Linked DNA regions of Anser cygnoides: region 1 is linked to region 2. The links are chromatin contacts, called in public Hi-C maps. All regions are on one chromosome and are shown on one strand. The core of a region is the stretch at or near the end of the contact, and the rest is flanking DNA. Distances in the headings are between cores, read along the strand shown.

Region 1 (2,700 bases), core at 194-2,693, 300 kb before region 2:
TCCAACCCCCCCCCGGCGCCCCATGGAGACCCCCTCAGGTGCGTGGGGCAATGCTGCAGCCTCCTTTTTAGAGGGCAAACCGGAGCCTCATGGCCGGCACGCAGGAAAAATTGGGGTTGAAAAATGCCCTTTATGCCTCAAACCGGGGGGGGGTGGGCTGCTTCTCACCTCCCCAGCCGGTCGCCGATCCAGCCCACGGTGAAGGAGGAGACCATGCCGCCGATGGCGAACACGGACACGGAGAGGGACCAGTACATGGTGAGGACGTGCGGGGAGGCGGCGAGGTCCTCGGGGGGCGCGAGCGTCCCCTCAGCGCTGCCCCCAGCCTCTGTGCCGGGGACGGTGCCGGGGATGGTGCTGGGGATGGTGCTGGGGATGGTGCTGGGGATGGCGCCGTCCTCCCCGGAGGTGTTGGTGGCCTGTCTGTCCAGGGGGACGATGCCCAGCACGCGCGCGTAGTGGGCTTCTATCACCTGCAAAGAGGAAAAACGCCGTCGGCTCACGTCTATAACCCCCCCCCCGGCTGTGTTTTGGGGTGTTTTCGTGACACCCAGGCCCCCAGCCCTGCAGCCCGGCTCGGCGCTTACCTTCTGGGGCGCGTTGATGACGCCCAGGCTGTAGCCGTACTGGAAGAAGCCCAGCACCGCGGTGAAGACGGAGAGGACCAGCGTTCCCGTGAGGTGCTGCCGAGGGAGCAGAGAACAGCCTCAGCCCCTGCCCTGCCCCAGGACCCCCCCCCGGGATCCCGGTGAGCCCTCGGGGTCACTCCAGCTGGCTCCCAAAGAGAAGGGAGAGCCCAGGGGCAGGCAGGACGCGGTGCTGCCCCACATACAGCGACCCGTGCCCACCGCCCTGCTGGTCCCTGGGGGCTTTCTGGGGGCCGGCAGCAGGAAGGGGCACAGCAGCGCTGCTGGAGCAGAGCAGCTAGGAAAAAAAACAGCCAAGACTTTGTTTTTCAGCAGTCCCGTTTCAAATACCTTCTCCCTCCGTCGCGGTTGAAATTATCCCGTAAGGTGACAAAGTTCTTAAAAATAACAGAAAATAATCCCTTGGCCCCTTTGCCCCTGCTCTGTACACAAACATCACAGGCCAGATAACTAAGGGGGAAAATTTTGTTGGTTTTGGTCTTAGCGGGCAATAAATACCACCCCCGGGTGCTGGTTTCCCTCAGAAATTCCAGTGCACAGACGGTGCTGAGCCGTGGTTACCTTCTCTGCTTGCATTTTGCTTTTCTTGTCCATCCCTCGGCTCCTCCGCTGCCCTCCCGGCTCTGTCCTGGGCTGCGGAGCGGGGCGAGGGCTCGGTGCAGGAGGAGGGACAGCGGGAGCAGCAAAGCGGTTTGTGCTGCGGGAGATGGGGCTATATCACCTCCGGGGTTAATGAGAAACCCGTCTTCCCAACACTTATATCCTCCGTCTGACCAGCCCAGAGCCGTCACTGCCAATCCCCTGAAATTTTGGGGGGGGACAAACGAAAGAACGGGACACCCCCCGAAGACAGGGGGTGAGACCTGGGAAATCCAGCCGGCAGGCTGAGTTTTGATTTCTGGCCGTCCCCGCGGCACCGGGATGTGGCGTGCGGGGGGCTTGGGGACGTGCCGCAGCCGGGCTCTGGGTGTGCTGCACCCGTCTTGGCTTCCACGGGGGATTCGTTTGCCGAACCCCCAAACTCCTCGCTGAACTTTAGCCAGAAGGAACCTTTCCAGCACGTGTAGCAAAGATGCTAGAAAACGAGTGCTTTATTTAAACATCACTTGGCACCTGCTCTGAAATAGCTTTGTGTGCGTGCATAACGTGCACACAGAGGACACGCAAACCCAGATGCGTGCGGGTCTCTCTCCGCAGGCACAGACCTGCAGCCACCGCCGTGCCCTGCTGGTGCGCAGCCGTACACCCGGGCAGCCGGGGAAGGAGAGTGCCGTAGGCGTGCACGGGGACACAACACAGCAAAGCGGCCCAGAAACCATCACAACGCCATCCCTTTTCGTGCGCCGTGCTGCCGATGCTGTCGGGTATCGCCGCCCTGCTGCGGGCACTTGCCGAACTTTGCACAGCGATGCAAAAATCTGGTCTGAGCTGGTCTCGGGCGCGGGCACTGCCATCATCAGCTGGCAATGGATGCAGCATCCAGCGGAGGCACGCCAAGGCCTGACTCAGCCCCGGAGGTGATTAATTCCACTGCCTCCCAGGTGAGCTTTCACAGCTGCCAGCCAAGGAAAGGCGAGTGAGTCACCGACGGCGCTCAGGCAGCCTTCACATGGGCGCTACATGCACCTTCTACGGAGGAAGAGGAAAAAAAAAAAAAAAACGAGGAGAAAAAGACCACTAATCTTTGCTCTGGTCTCAGAGTAAAACTTTAACCCGGGGCAAAGTGTTCGCTGCATTCCTGTGCGCATTGATTGCAGCCCCACCGGCTGCAGGGGCCGAGCTTTTGTGGGACCCGGGAAACTGCAGGGCTGAGCCCCCTCCCACGTCCCTGCTTGGGGTGCGTGAGGTGAGGAAAGCGATAGGGTCACCGGTGGGGTGTGGATGACAGGAAACACCAAAAAAAAGAGAGCGGGGCGGTGCTGGGGTACCCAGCGCTGTGGTGCCCGCCGCCAGAGACTTGCCCCTGGGCAAAGCTTTAATTAAATCCATTAACGCACGTGTTTAGCTCCTGGTGACGCTGTCACAGCCCAGCCCGTGTGTTTTTCTGAACTGG
Region 2 (2,700 bases), core at 28-2,527:
CAACACATTCCCTCTTGCCTGCACCACCTCCCTCTTTCCCTTTCTCTATCTTTTCCTTCACAAAACAGCCTGCAGGACCAAGTAAAGGCTTTACCACCCTAGTGAATAATTAATCTCATCTGACCCTGTAACTCAATCCAGGATCATCAAAAAGTCTGCATGTTTTGGGTCACTAATAAAACAAAACATTTTTCTGCTTTTAGATTTTACTCATTACAAAAGTTTTTGCAATTAACAATGAACAATACTTAGTGCTGGCTGGCCATTTTACACTGAAAAATCTTTCCCATGTGAAAATGCTAATTTTCTGTTTTCATAGGAACTATCTATTTCAGATTATTTTTCTCCTGTATTTTGGTCACTTAATATAAAAATAGCCGGCCCAGTTGGGTATGACGGTTTGGTTTTACTGAACTTTTATGCCAAAGTGATGTTTTCCAGTGGGAGTTTTGACAAGTAGAGGTCCCATCAGTAAGTCCCATGGGACGAGTGGTCTTTTATTGGCATTTTAATGTAAGCTGATGAAAATATACCTGGGCTGCCTGAGACTCCACGGGGTTTTCCAGTTTCTGAAAGGAATCCTTGCTCTTGTGGATGAAGTACGTCAACCACTGGGAGAAGCTCTGGGGAAAGAGGAGATTGAAGAGAATTGTGACGGAGGGAAAGCAGAGTGAAGTGGGGGGATTTTGAGGCAGAAAGAGCTAACCAAGGCAGTGGGGCTCTGTCAAACAGCCCTGCCCAACAGGGCTGCCATTAGCAGGGGGTGAGGCAGGGCCTGCTCGAGTTTCTGTGCCCAGATCCGAGCCCCAACCCCGACCCCCCCATTGCAGCGATGCGGTGCTGAGCGGCGAATTACCCCTGTGGCTCCCCCCCAGGCAAGCGGAGCGATTTTCCTCCTTTTTGGCTGCAGCACGTCAGGGTATTTCTTCATCTCTGAGAAACGCTGCCTAAAACCTCTCCTCCTCCCTCTCAGCCGAGGGGGCAGACGGAGCCGACCGGGGGCTCTTCCACCTCCCGCCTTCCCCCTCACGGCGGCTGGCAGCGACGGTGGCGGGGGGGGGGGCTGACCGACGGGACGGCGACACGGGGGCGTCACCGGGCTCGGCGCCCCCCGTGGGTGCGGGAGGGCCGGGCCGGGCTCCCGGGGCCGAGGCTGAGGGGCCGGGGCGAGGCAGCGGGGCCGCCCCGGGGAGGAGCGGGGCGGAGCGGGAGGCCCGGGCGCCGCCGCCCGCCCTCGTCAGGCGGCTTTTCGGCGGGAGCCTCTACTCCAGAGTGCTCGGTAGCGTGGGCCGGCCGCGGGCCCCATGTGGTGCCGACATCACTGACATGGCGGCATCCCCGCCGAGCCCTCCTGCCACTCGCTCCAGCTAGCCGGGAGTCACCGCCGGCCCGGCCCGGCCCGGCTCGGCTCGGCTCGGCTCGCCCCGCACCAGCACACCGCCAGGTAAGGACGGCGCTGCCCGGCAGCCCGGCGGGGCTCGGAGCCCCCTGTTGGGCTCGGTTGGGCTCGGCTCGGCTCGGGGCAGCCGGGCTGGGCTCGGAGCCGCGTCCCCCGCCCCGGGGCGCCGCAGCCGCCCCGGCCCTTTTGTTCCCCGGCGGGGCGGCGGCCGCGCCCGGCGGGGCTGGGCGGAAAGTTTGGCTCGTTCCTCCCCGTGGGGCTCCCCCCGGCTCCCCCTGCCCTCCCTGCCGGCTCCCCGGGCAGGTGGCGGAGCCCTGGACCCGTGGGCACGGTGGGGAAAAAGGCTGGGGAGAGGAACCAGCAACTTCTCCCCGTCCCGGCCTTCCCCTCCCTCCCCAGGCTCCCTTCGGGGAGGAAAATCCTGGCAGCTCGGTGCTTGGCTTGCCAGACACCTTTGTAAAATGGCATGCTACCAGCAGACGGAACGGAAAAAAAAAAAAAAAAAAAAAAAGAGAGTCTTTTAAAAGCTTAACCTCTCGTGGGCTAAGAGCACATCTGCATCCCTCCCGTCTGCCTCCCCCCCCCCCCCGTCCCGGTTCGCAGAAATGTGCTGTTTAAATAGGGTTTTGGCGAAGGGAGTGCGGCTTGGAATTCACTGTAACGAGCCATTTATCCCAGCTATGTTTGTAGAATGAAAGGCGGGAGGCGAGCCTCGCTCCATATTAGTGATTTTGGGGTTTCGTTTGCGTTTCTGTGCCCGAGTACCCAAAAGTGCTGGCCCAGCTCCTGGGGGCGAGAGTTGCTCCTTCGCAGATGGGGAAGCGAAGCTATGGAAAGATCAAAGTTTCTTCTTCAGCGGTTTTTGGGCTTTTTGTGCGTGTGGTTTTGGTCGTTGTCGTCTTGCCTTCACCCGATGCCAGGTTTATGAGCACGGCACCCACGTATGCCGGTGCCCGCAGCCACATCGGCTCTGTCCCCGGCCGCGCGCCCCGCAGAGCCCAGGGCTCACCGGGGGTAACGCGTCCGCTTCTGAGAGGCGTTAAACCAGTCTAACTTGAGCTTAACAATGTGCTACGTAATGGCATTTCAAACTTGCACACATTTTCACGGCTAGAACACGATTTCTCAACCTTTTTTTGTTCCCTGCTGGCCTGGCAGAGCAGGCTGGGGCTCAGCCCCGCTGATGGGGGCGAGCCGCTGCCGCCCCGCACGCGGGGCGTGCTGGTGGGGAGCCCTCGTCCCTGGCTAAATGCATCGTCCCTGGGTAAATGCATCGTCCCTGGATAAAAGCATCGTCCCCC

What was found. A called contact is a pair of places that touch in the nucleus more often than the background predicts.
Region 1: a Hi-C map of liver shows a contact between it and region 2, with 3 times the contacts expected there. The contact joins the promoter of SLC2A2 here to the promoter of FNDC3B in region 2. A contact is called at or near these places in 2 of 7 Hi-C or Micro-C datasets (both in liver).

The regions. Positions count from the first base shown.
Region 1 is chr9:22,010,037-22,012,736 of Taihu_goose_T2T_genome, reverse strand. It overlaps SLC2A2 (solute carrier family 2 member 2), which reads right to left and starts at 1,443. Exons shown (of 11, transcript XM_048059337.2): 1 at 1,209-1,443; 2 at 588-683; 3 at 169-473. The coding sequence starts at 1,241.
Region 2 is chr9:21,711,826-21,714,525 of Taihu_goose_T2T_genome, reverse strand. It overlaps FNDC3B (fibronectin type III domain containing 3B), which reads left to right and starts at 1,277. Exons shown (of 26, transcript XM_048059579.2): 1 at 1,277-1,444.